Linked DNA regions of Pan troglodytes: region 2 is linked to region 1. Evidence: chromatin contacts called from public Hi-C data. All regions are on one chromosome and are shown on one strand. The core of a region is the stretch at or near the end of the contact, and the rest is flanking DNA. Distances in the headings are between cores, read along the strand shown.

Region 1 (6,201 bases), core at 3,565-6,064:
GTCAGAGCTTATTGATGAGCCATGGAGCATTAGCTCTGTAATTACCTACCAGTCAACAGCTGATTTGTCAAAACCACACTGAATGTAATTACTTTCCACTTTGCTAGACTGGAGAATGAATGAGGAAGACGGCCTAAGTCATCCTTCCAGTTTTGAGGCAACATTTTGAAAATCTAATAAGAAAGCACTCCTTGGCAGTCATATGGCATTCTAAAAATGTCCTGGAAAATGTGCCCAGAGAAACATTATTTCTCTGGCTCTGCAGGCATTCGGAATCTGGCTGCCTAGGCCACTGCGTATACAGTCCCAGAGACCCAGGCTTCACATCCCAGAAGGAATTGGGAAGAGATGAGGGATTTTCCTTTCCATGCCCAAGGCCTATCACTATGACTACAGTTAAAGACTCATGGGTGTGTCTATTCTGTGCTGAGCATCACAAAGTGCTCTCAGTCTTCACTGAAGTCAAACGGATTGGCTCCTTCTCTTAAGCCAAGTCTGTGAAGCCCTGGACAGTGGTGAAGAGAAAGCTTGCCAAAGAGGTCTATGTTAGTGAATAGTCCAAAGAAGAAGGGAGAGAAGGGGAAAGCAAAGCAGAAGCAGAGAGAATCCAAACATTCTCTGTCTTCAGCCCCCGCCAGAGCACTAACGTAGTCATAGGCTGAGTTCTGACCCCAGACTCAGCTGACACCAGGGCTAACCTTTGACTGGGCTATTCAACTAAGCTTTGCCTCAATTGTGGTTTGGAATGTGACTGGTAGTATGAGGATCAATTAGAGTTCAGGGAAGAACCCTGCTTATTTGGCCGTCCACTTGGAAGCCCGGAAGAAGGAGTCAGCAGGTACCTTAATTCAAGTGCCACTTATGCCTAACATTGTGAAAAGGCAACATGCATCTAACAGTTTAAAGAGGGTAGCCTAAAAGGCATCAGACACCAGGGTTAATCCAAAAATAAAAACTTTTTTTTTCTTTATAGAATGCCAATCAGAAAACAAACTTTGAGATCCTTATCCATTAAAAATAAGGAAAAGAGAGAATCTAAGGAAAACTACTTTGGTGCTAGACTATAGGAAATCTAACTAGGGCAGAATCAATCTAGACTTCCTACAAAATGTTCTGTATAAAGCACCTTGGTGTGGTGGAAAGAAACAGGTAATCAGAGGGCCCAGTTCAATTCCTGCCTTCACTTCTCAGGCCTGAGAAAACACTGTGCAGGAGGAGCTCTGAAGGCAAATGACTCCTGAGGCAGGGCAGGTGAGTAAAGGACTGGAGCAGACACTCTGGAGATATAGGCTGAGGCAGAGACATGGTGCATGGTGCACACGGCCTGTCTGGAGGGGCCAGCCCTCCTCAGCAACTGCCAGGAACTGTCTGGTAGGAATGAGGCCCCAAGTTCCACGATCCTTTCATAGCATTTTTCAAATTTGAATCAGTCAAATGAGACCTTGACTTCTATATAAAATCTCTAATTTCTAAGTATTGGAAACTAACTTTTTAAATTAAAAAATAATGTCCATGGGGCTAATACATTTTTATTGTAAGCCATGGAGCCTTAAACATCTTACAGAGATGTTTTACTATCTCATTGTTTCAGTATAATTCATTCTTTAGGTCTCACTTGTCCCTTCTTAGGAATTAGATGAGAAGACTTCTCTTCAGCCTTCTGCCTGTGCCATTCCAGGAGTCATGACCCCCCCATAGCCATCATCTCAGGAAGCCTTGTCAGAACAAGATGCCTTGGGCTCCATGTGGGCAGGCGGGTTAATCTTCCACCCCTCCATATCACCAGGAGTGGAAAACTGACAGTACTTACTCCTAGCTGTGCAGCCTTTGAAAAATTAGAGTCTACTGCTGCATCTTTGAAAAAAGACATAGAAATGCTACCTTGAAGGACTCTGATGAGCATTACAAGGAGATGGCATATGAAGAACTAGCCCACGGCCTGGCATATGGGAAACTCTTAGTAAATGGTGTCTCCTTTCTTCACCTAGGAAGTAGGGGTGCAGCAGGAAAATGAAAACTGAATTACCAAAATAATTAAATAAAATCTACCTCCCATGAAGTCAGAGCCAATATCTCTTGATCACCAGCCTTAAGCTCTGGATCATGATGGCAATAGTCACAACTAAAATTGTTGTGGAGCAGCATCTTAGAATCTACTAAGCTCTGTCATGCATCATTTGCCTTTCACAAAAGCCCTCTGAGTTAGGCTTGTTGTTGCCCCCATTTTAGAGATGAGAAAACTGAGGCTCAGTGTGGTCAATTGACTTTTATGTAACTGTTTCATTGAATCCCCTCCAAATCCCTATGAGATAGCCATTGTCATCCCCATTTTACAGATGACAAAACTGAGCATCAGAAAGGGGAAGTCACTCAGCTTGTTAATAACACAGCCAGGATCTACTGGTCCTTCATGTCTTAGCTTAGTTATTACCGCCTCCAGGAAGCCTTACCCGCAGTCTCCTTGCCCTCACCTTGGTTAGGTGCCCTGCCTCTGAATCCCCACAGTCCACGCATGGCTTACTTCCTCTGCTGAAGCAAGCTCACATCAAATTGTTAATGAACTCTTTACCTCCCTCTCTAGATGGATGCTCTTTGCACTTTGTCTTGCTCAAGTTTGTTTAGAGCAGTGCCTGGCACATAGTAGCAGGTAAGAAAAATGTGCTGAATAAATGCATAAGATTAGGACTCCCACCTCTGGCTTACCCATTATATCGTTCAGCACACAGCGCAATGCTTTGAACATAGAAAGTGTTCAATGAAAATGTGTTGAATGAGTAGAAAGATAACAGAAAGGAAGACAGGAGGAAGAAAAGAAGAAACAAGAGAAAAAAGGGACTAAGGAATACAAGAAGGACAGGCAGGTCTAGCTCTTTCTACCCAGCCAGGGCCCCCAAGGAGCTGTGACACACGGTGGGGACTTTCGGCCACGCACAGTTTGGTGGACATGGCCTCTAGAAGTCCTGAGATCTGCCATGGATCAGTTGCTTGATCTTGGTGAAGTCACTTCCTCGCTCTAAGCCTCAGTGTCCTCATCTAGCCACACAGTGTAGGATTCAACTCAGCAACCTCTGAGGGCCTAGTCAGTGCCCGGACTCTGCCCCAAGGCCATCCTGAGTGACTCTGGAGATCCTTCCACAAGGATTGGGGGTCGCCCTTTGCCTGTCTGCATTGACAGGCCCCTGGGTGTGTGTATATGTGTTAGGGCTCACACCAGGCTTAGCTGTCTGGTCAGTACCAGGTAATACTTGCAGGCAGGAACAGTGAAACTCATAGGGAGGGGGGACCAACACAGAGGGGCAGGGGGTGGGGCAGCGGGGCAGTCAGGTAAAGGACAGACAGGCAGGGAGACACTCATGAAGTCAGAGACAGACAAACAGCGGCAGATGAAGCACAAGAAGAGAACCAGACCAATGTGGAGAAGGTGAGAGACAGCGCCGCAGGCACACAGAGAGCAAGGGAAAGAGAAGAGGAGGGGGCAAAGAGAAAGGGCTGGGAGGCAAGGCCAGGGGAGCTGCCAACCACTGGCCTCAATTAAAAAGTTAAATGGGTGTCCAGAGACTGTGAGGCTTGGGACAGAGCAGGGCTGCTTAATGGAGAGGAGAGGCGGTGGAGAAAAGGCCCCGGTGGGCCGCGGGTGGGCGGGTGCTCTTGTTAGCAGGTGATGAGTCTGTGCTGCGGCACCCCCACAGGCTGACGCAGGGAGGCCCTGTGCTCACACTTTCCTTCACCTCTCAGAGAAATTGTGGAGGCAGGGAGCGAGGGGAGAGGCCATCCATGCAAATGAAATGTTCTGGTCTGGTGATCTCAGATGGGGCTGACCAGGCTATTGTGGAAAAACTCCACAGACCAGGCTGGAAACCCAGATCTGCTGACCAGCAGCTGTATGACCTTGAGGCTACTTCCTGACCTCTCTGAGCCTCACTGTCCTCTGTGAAATAGGGGCACTCGTGTGATCTGCTGCCTCAGTGCTCACAGAGTTTCCAGTGATTACACAGGGTGGTCTGTGGCAGGCCCTGGACCAGCACCCTCGGCTGGCACTCCTGCCTTCAGGTCCTGCTCCTGCGGACCTGTCCGCAGGTCTGGCAGGCTTCCCTGAAGTTTCTGCTCAAGCATCAGCTTGCAGAGAGCCGTCCCTGGCCACCCTCAACAGAACAGCAGCTCCTCCTCCAGCTACTTCCTTTGTTGTCTTTTCTCCATAGCACTCATTACCCCCTGATGTGTATATATTTATTTTCTTTTCCTTCACTAGAATATAGGCTTTAGAAAGATGTAACTGTCATTTTATTTACTGCTGTATCCCCCAAACCTAGAACAGTAGGTATTAAATATTTGTGGAAGGAAGCAAGGAAGAAGGAAGGGAGGGATGAAGGGAGAGAAGGAGGGAGGAAGAGAAGGAAGGAGGCAGGAAGGAGACATTTATGTCACTGCATTCACAGGGTCCCTCAGTGGATCGTGAGAAACTAAACATGTTGGAAAAGATGATGGAGTTGAGGACCTCTCACTCCACTCAGTCTGGGCTGGTCCTCCTAGTGGGTGGGACCTAGAGCTCTCTCTACTCTCAGCCCTCCCTAAGCTTCCAGGGCGCTCCTCCTCCTGCTTCCTCATCTCTGTGCCTCCACCCTTGGTGCACCACCTGGGATCCAGAATGTATCCAACTGCTTCAGAATCCTGAAGATGTCTTGCCTGTCTTTAAGGCTTAACTCTTGTTCCATTTCATGCACCCATTTATTCAACAAAGACATTGCTGAGTGTTTGTTGCTGAGAAATGATACTATGATGTTATGCAGTCCTTGGCCTCTAGGGACCCAGACTCCCCCAGTATTAGAAGACAAGCCTCGTTCCCTTTGCTTACACTGCAGGAAAGGTCTGAACATTGCTGAGCCACTGCTAGCATCTTCACAGAAGATGACACAAAGAGCATTCCTGGGATTAAGGAAGGCCTCCCAGCTTTGGACCAAAAGCAAGCAAGGTCTTGTGGGTGGAAAATGGTTTGGTCAGAGAAACTCCACAGAACCAGGAAGAGCATTGCAAAGCTCTTTTTTTTTTTTAGAATTTAGAAATTCTAAAAAGGAGACACAAGAGGGAAGGGGAGCCTGTGGCCATCTGTGGGAAGAAGTGGGGGTGTCAGTTGCAGGGAGCAGGATCAGGATGAAAGTTTCTACTTTTGAGCTTCAGGCCCAGCTTGGCATCTATCAGGCAGTGGACATCTAGAACCCACTAGTATCTAGGACATTTAGGCAGGATCCCCATTCAGAAAGAAGATCCATTGTGGTGAAACCCCATCTCTACTAAAAATACAAAACTTAGCTGGGCTGTGGTGGTGCACGTGCGCCTGCAATCCCAGCCACTCAGGAGGCTGAGGCAGGAGAACTGCTTAAACCCAAGAGGTGGAGGTTGTGCCACTGAACTCAGCCTGGGTGACAGAGCGAGACCCGGTCTCAAAAAAAAAAAAAAAAAAAAAGAAAAGAAAAGAAAAGAAAAGAAAAGAAAAGAAGATCCACTCCCTGTCATGGAGTCCTTATACTCGGAAAGCCCAGCAACATGTATTAACAGGAAAAGGACTGGGCCCAGACAGCTGCAACACAAGCCAGACAGTGAGGAGGCTGCATTATGGATGACGGTCACCTACCTCCCTCCCTTCCTTCCTTCCTTCCTTTCTTCCTTCCTTCCTTCCCTCCCTCCCTCCTTCCTTCCTTCTTCCTTCCCTCCCTCCCTCCCTCCTTCCTTCCTTCTTCCTTCCTTCTTTCTTCCCTTCCTCCTTCTGTCCTTCTTCCCTTCCTCCTTTGTTTCCTTCCTTTCTTTATTTTAACAAGTATTGCTCAGGCACTAGGGCTGGGGTAATCTTCAATGAAGAGGGTAGCCATCACTCACAGCAGCTGGGAAATGGGTATATCTGCCCATTAAAGGGAACTTATCACACCATGTTAGAAAGTTTTTTCATTATCCCGAAAGTACTGTGTGTGTTGGGATGAGATGGCCTGTGACTTGAGGGGTGAAGAGGCTAGTCAGATTTTAAAAAATAAAATTTAGCCAGGTGTGGTGGCATGTACCTGTAGTCCCAGCTACTTGAGAGGCTGAGGTGGGAGAATCACTTGAACACAGGAGGCAGAGGTTGCAGTAAGCCGAGATTGTGTCACTGCACTCCAGCCTGGGCAACAGAGTGAGAGACCCTGTCTCAAAAGAAAAAGCAAAATCACTCCT
Region 2 (5,789 bases), core at 1,815-4,314, 110 kb before region 1:
AACCCTCTGCCATCACCAAATGGGACCATAATGCCACTCTTTTGGGGTTGTAGTAAAGATTCATGCTAATATGTGCCATTTACCTAGAACATCTTAATCTCAGGTGGTCAATCACTTACAATGAAGTTGTGTTTTCAAATTGTACTTAAATCTGGCCTGCCGCACTAGCCATCACCTTTGGAGATTGTTTGCCCTTACAAAGACTTCCAGTCTAGATGCCCTGCCATCCTGGTAGTTTAATATTCACTGTGCTGCTGCTCACTGTGGAACAGCCACTGACCATAAAGTTTGACATTTTGAAGATGAAAGTGCTTTGAATTAGTCATGCACATGTGAAGTCATTGTTCCTTCTTGTCCTGCTCTGGAATCTAAAAATGACTTTCAACAGAGCCCAGTAACTTTCCCTCAACAATCACCTTCCGGTGAAGAGGTATGGAGGAGTTTAGGCCAGGTAGAAACTCTCAGTCACTCAGATGAAAACCAAAGCAGAGTGAAGGCAATGTGCACCACATTTGGAGAGAGGGGTCTGTCCTGCCACAGCTTCGCAGTCTGCTGCCTCTTTGAGGAGCAGTAGGGACTGGAGGGCTGTGAGAGGTGGGACAGGGCAGGTGAAATCTCACAGGCAGTCTGGATGTGAGCACAGGAGGAAGAACAGTGCTGTGGAATCCTGGGGCTTTGGGTTCAGAGCTTGGCTATGCCTCATACAAGTTTGGTGACTCCAGGTAAGTTAATATCGTGGGTTAACGTTTTTTTTTTTTACTTGTAAGATATAGTGACTGCTTCATAACGCTGCCATGAGAATTAAAGAAGCTCATAAAGCACTTAGCACAGTATCTGGCACATAGTAGGCAAACAGTAAATCTGTCTCTTCTCTCGAGAGATTCCCAGCTTTCCAAAACTCAGGCGCCTTCCTCATGCTGTAAATGTTGTGCATTCCCAGAATCCCAGACATCCACTCGCACATACTATCACTAAAGTGCTTAGCCAAGGGGATGTGTGCTTGAGATTTTCCAGTCTGCCTTAGTGCGTATAAGTAGGAGTCGACTACAGTCACACTTTCTTATGAGGGAACTCAAAAGAAGAATCCTCTTTTGCTTTAAAACTGGTCATCTGGCTTCGTGTGCCTCTGTAGTGGTGCAGACAGTTCTCCATCCAGGCAATCAGATGGCCTCCCAACCACCTGGTCAGCAGATCCCTGACTTATTGGGATCCCCATGAAGCGAGCACACAGAACTGTAAGGCGTAATAATAGATATCATCCCTTACCAGGAGCCAGTCACGGTGTTAGGTACTGACATGCATTAGCTCATTTAATTCTCACCACAACCCTGAAAAGTTTGTACCATTACATGTATTCAACAGATAAGATATCTGAAGTTCAGAGCAGTGAAGTAACTTGCCCAAAGTCACACAGGGCTTGGAAGTGGCAAAACTAGGATCTGAAACCAGACACGTATGATTTCTGAGTCTGAGTTCCCAACCACTGAGCCACATCAGCTCAAATCCCCGCATTCCTGGCCTTTGCCTGACCCTGCACCACTTAGTTGTCCTGGCTTTCTCCATAGCTGGGCTGAGAGATGTGATAGTCTCAGAGGATGGTGTGAAGGATGCAGTTTACTCACATTTGCCTTGGTGTAGTGTCTAGCTAGACTTCAGACAGCTGCGTGCTTGCACTGTGTTTTGGGACTGTGCCCTTGGCATTCATCAGGGGACACTATGAGAGGCATCCTCATGACACTCATGTTGGCATCTGCTGAAGGAATGCTCTTAAAGCCAGAGGCCACTCCCTCCTACTGGGCCCCCACATGGATTCCCAGGTGAGATGTTTCTTTAAGAGCTCAGGGCTAGGAAATGCCTTTCATTGCTTTATTGTGGCAGGTGCTTTTGTTATAATTTACAAGTGATAAATAAATGAGCAAGCAAATTAAAATAACTGGCCCATGGACACATCCACCAGGATGTCATGTGGGCCTCGGGAGATTACTTTCTCACCACAAACCTTTCCTGTAGGACACACTGGGAACAGAGACTCCTCTGGGCATGCTGACAACCTCTGGCTGTCCCTTAACTCAGTTCACAGTTAATTCAGCCCCTCATCAGACACTCAAACAAGAAGCTACTCTGTCCTCTCTTGGGGAGGCAGAAGTGAGAGACAGTGAACCCCAAAAACAGTTCCTTCAAGGTGAAGGTCAAGTCTCCAATTTATGAAAAGCTCAATAGGTATTACACTATTTGAATCTGAATCTGAACTATGGTATGAGGAATGGGGAAAGTGAAGGAGGGAGAGAGGGAAGGAAGAATTGGAAAAGAACAAAAGAAGGAGGCAGCAGAGTGGGGCTGAAAGGGATATGAGGAAGGACAGGGACTACCGAGCCCCTGCCCAGGTCAGAGGCCACTGTAATAGGCACTGACACAGGTCCCCTCATTCAATCCTCAACATCAGTTAAGGTGTCAGAGCACAAAGCATTGCTCAAGGTCATCGAAGTGGAGAATACTTCATTCTCCACTTAAGAGAGGACAGAGTGGCTTCTTGTTTGAGTTTCTGATACTAAATATGTATTTAGTGCAATGCATTTCCACTATTCGCCTTGAGAGAGGGAGCTAAGGCGGAAGAAAAAGAGAAAAAAAAGTGGAGGAGGTGGGAGGAAAGAAGGGAGGTTGGGTGGGGGGAGAAGATAAAAAGTGGAGAAGGTAAGAGAGGGTGTAATAAAGTTATGTGCAAATTGTGTGCGTGTGTGAGTGTGTGAGTGTGTGTGAGTGTGTGTGTGGGAGAGAGAGAGTCAAATAGAAAGACAAAAAGACAAAAATGAAAACAAAATGGGGACTGAAAGAGGAAAGAGAGATGACCTATAAAGGGAAGAGGAATGCTATGCAGAGAGAGACCTGGGAGAACTGAAGGGGGGGTGCGTCTCCTGTCTCCAGCCCCACAAAGATAGCTCAAGCCCTCCAGAGCATAGGTCTTAGCCCTGACAAAGGACCAGGCTGCCTTCCAATCCTCAATGTGGAAGGGAGCCTCTCACAGCAGCCATGCACCCTGGGGGCCAGGAGAGGGCACTTCAACCTCAGGCAACTGCAACAAAGCCGCAGCTTGTGGTCCCCCAAAGACAAGTGGCAGAGGGAAGGAGCTGGAGAGAGTCCAGACTGTTGCTCAGTTCAGTGGGTTACCAGCCCTGTGGCCAGTATCCTTCTGATGGAGCTAGGTTCTGATGCACATCCCTACTAACACAGGCTGGGAATTAAACTGACTTGGGTCCTCTGTGGCTGCCTCTACACCGGCCCAGCGCCTCCTCTAGGCCCTGCCCCTGCCCCTTCCCTATTCTAGATCTTTCTGTCCAATAGAGCAACATGCTTCCAACTTCTCCCCAGCCCCCTCCTGCTCTTCCCCTTCAACAGGAATCATCCCTTCTTTGAGTCCAGGGTGAAACGGTTTTCAAAATCATTTCTCGCCTACTATGCCATTTGATCTGCCCGGATATTTACAAGGTAGGTGCAGTAGGGAGAGTGGGAAACTGGCACAGATGAAGTGTCAGCTGTCTACATTCACATTAAAAAATTAAAATCACTGGACTTTCCAGTTCTTAAATTCCATGATGAGAACCCAAGTGTCTTAACTCTTTATCATAACATATTTCCTCAACACCAGACTAAGGAGGGCTAATATATGCTGTTTCTGGCAGTGCATCAAATACCAAATCCCAGTCACAGACTGAACCCTGGCTTTAGTCACAGATCTTGACTGTAGACTGAGTCCTGAGACTAATCCTAAGTGAATTTGTCCTGGTAAAAGTTCCAAACTATGCACGTGAGGACAGAGATTTCTACTGGGGTATCAGAGTACTCTGAACACACCTTTAAGAAAGCTGTTATTTAAGAATCTGAAGAACCTCTTAGGAATCTTAAGAACCCTTCATGGAAGTTTCCATGAAACCTATAATCCAAACAGATTTCATCTCTTCTGATAACCTAGGAATTTATTATTCAGATTTCATCCAACTGGGTACTTGGCTAGTAATAATAATAATAAGAGCATCATTTATTGAGTACTTATTATGTTCCAGGTAATCTATTAGGCACCTGAGAATTTGTTTTGCTTCCATCTACTGAAAACAACACTGTGAGGTAAATATAATAATCATTGTTACAGATGGACAAACTGAGGCTCAGAGAGATTAGGTCACTTGCCTAAGTTCACACAACTGGTAAATAGCAGAACCGAGATTTGAACCCAGGTCAGCCTGGCTCCAAAGGCTATGCTTGCTTCATTCTATTATTAACGATGGCATCTGTTATATCTCAGCTATTAGCTTCTCAATCATATGGCTGATTTCTTCAAAGAAAGTGTCTTTTAGTGGAGCAATCAGAGGATTTAATATCAGAAGAAACAAGTTCAAGCTTCTGTGAGGATATTGCCCCACCACCTATGCACTGTTCCACCTGGACAGGCTTCCTCTTAATCCAATTCTGAGTTTCTGTACTTCTAGAGCCTGAGACTGGTCCTGGCTTAGGATACGAACACAGAGACAAAATGCACCTCCTTCTCTGACCCTTGAATTCCTTGTTTGTAAAATAGAGATAATAATACTCATCTCTACGGATTGCTGTGGGGATCAAATGAAATGATGGTTCCGAATACACTTTATACACTGATGAATGCTGTTTATTTCTGGATGGCTTACCCAGGTCTTGGCATTCTGCAGGAGCTTCATAAATACCATAAAAATATGTATATTTTTTTCTTTTCTTTTCTTTTCTTTTTTTTGAACTGACATCCAAGCATCCTTTACCTCCTCTCTCTCTCCTCTCCACTGACTCATGGCCGAAACTGCATGGATTGAGAGCAGTGGTCCTGACCTCCTCCTCCCTCTAAGTTCCAACTTGCATCCCTCCCAGCCACAACTCCCACCTCCTGTCTCTTGAGACACATCAACAAGCCAAGCACGGCCACAACCCCAGCTAAAGGCCCTTGTCTCAGACAGAGTTGGCAGCTGCCTCCTCTTATTGGCAGCACATTTATCATCTTGAGGAAAATATTGATGGATAAGAAATCCCAGACAGGCAGCATGTCTTGGCTGGGCATGCAGCCTGAAGTGAGGTATGAGGTGCTAGTTTTAGCGTCTTTCTGAAAGAAAGGGAGAGTTGGTGCTCCTGTAGAGAATGGCCCTGTGGCCCCAGGGGTCACAGCAAATCCTAAGATGACTGTGTCCTACACGTAGTAGATGTTCAATAAATGTTATATATAAATTAAATAAACCCTTTGAATGAGCCTGAAGGATGGAGGCCCTTTGTCCAAACCCTTCATTTTACAAATGGGATCTCGGGCAGGGTAGTGATTTGCTCGAGATCACAGCAAGTCAGCAGCAGGGACTGGATTAATAAAGTATGTGGCTCATGAATCTCACATCAAAATACTGTCCAATATCCAGTATTCCACTAGGAGATATCCCAAACTTCTGGCCAGAGAGTGTGATCTGACAAACTGGATCTGGGCTCCCGAGGGGAATCAGGAGGAAGGAGATCCTTAGATTTACTTTCAGAGCCGATCTCCCAGGAACACATCCTTTTAAAGATGAAAAGAGTGAGAAGGGCAGGCGGGTGTTACTTGGTAAGGTGCTGTGGCATTTGCTTATGATATGTTCACCTATCTCCAACTGACCCCATTCAACTCATCCTGCCCGCTGCTGCCACAGTGACCTCCAGGCAGCACTGGTGTGGTTGTGGGTCACTGGTGCTTCACTAGCTGGTTCCCATAGCCTTCTCCGGCCTCATTGCCTCTCACTCCCTAACTCACA

What was found. Hi-C and Micro-C count contacts between places; a contact is called where the count stands out from the background.
Region 2: a contact with region 1 is called in a Hi-C map of induced pluripotent stem cells, with 2.2 times the contacts expected there. The contact joins two enhancer-like sites. A contact is called at or near these places in 3 of 7 Hi-C or Micro-C datasets (induced pluripotent stem cells and stem cell-derived neural progenitor cells) and 1 of 1 other capture datasets (stem cell-derived neural stem cells).

What each region holds. Positions count from the first base shown.
Region 1 is chr1:182,292,949-182,299,149 of NHGRI_mPanTro3-v2.0_pri, reverse strand. The region is part of intron 6 of AGBL4 (AGBL carboxypeptidase 4); the gene reads right to left. Among named protein-coding and RNA genes, the nearest start is that of SPATA6, 210 kb to the left of the region's middle. Within about 2 kb of position 4,814, at least 2 of the 24 cell types and tissues checked have an H3K27ac peak or open chromatin away from gene starts, as enhancers often do. A contact at or near this core is called in induced pluripotent stem cells and stem cell-derived neural stem cells, where this site is marked.
Region 2 is chr1:182,405,981-182,411,769 of NHGRI_mPanTro3-v2.0_pri, reverse strand. The region is part of intron 11 of AGBL4 (AGBL carboxypeptidase 4); the gene reads right to left. Among named protein-coding and RNA genes, the nearest start is that of SPATA6, 98 kb to the left of the region's middle. Within about 2 kb of position 3,064, at least 3 of the 24 cell types and tissues checked have an H3K27ac peak or open chromatin away from gene starts, as enhancers often do. A contact at or near this core is called in induced pluripotent stem cells and stem cell-derived neural stem cells, where this site is marked.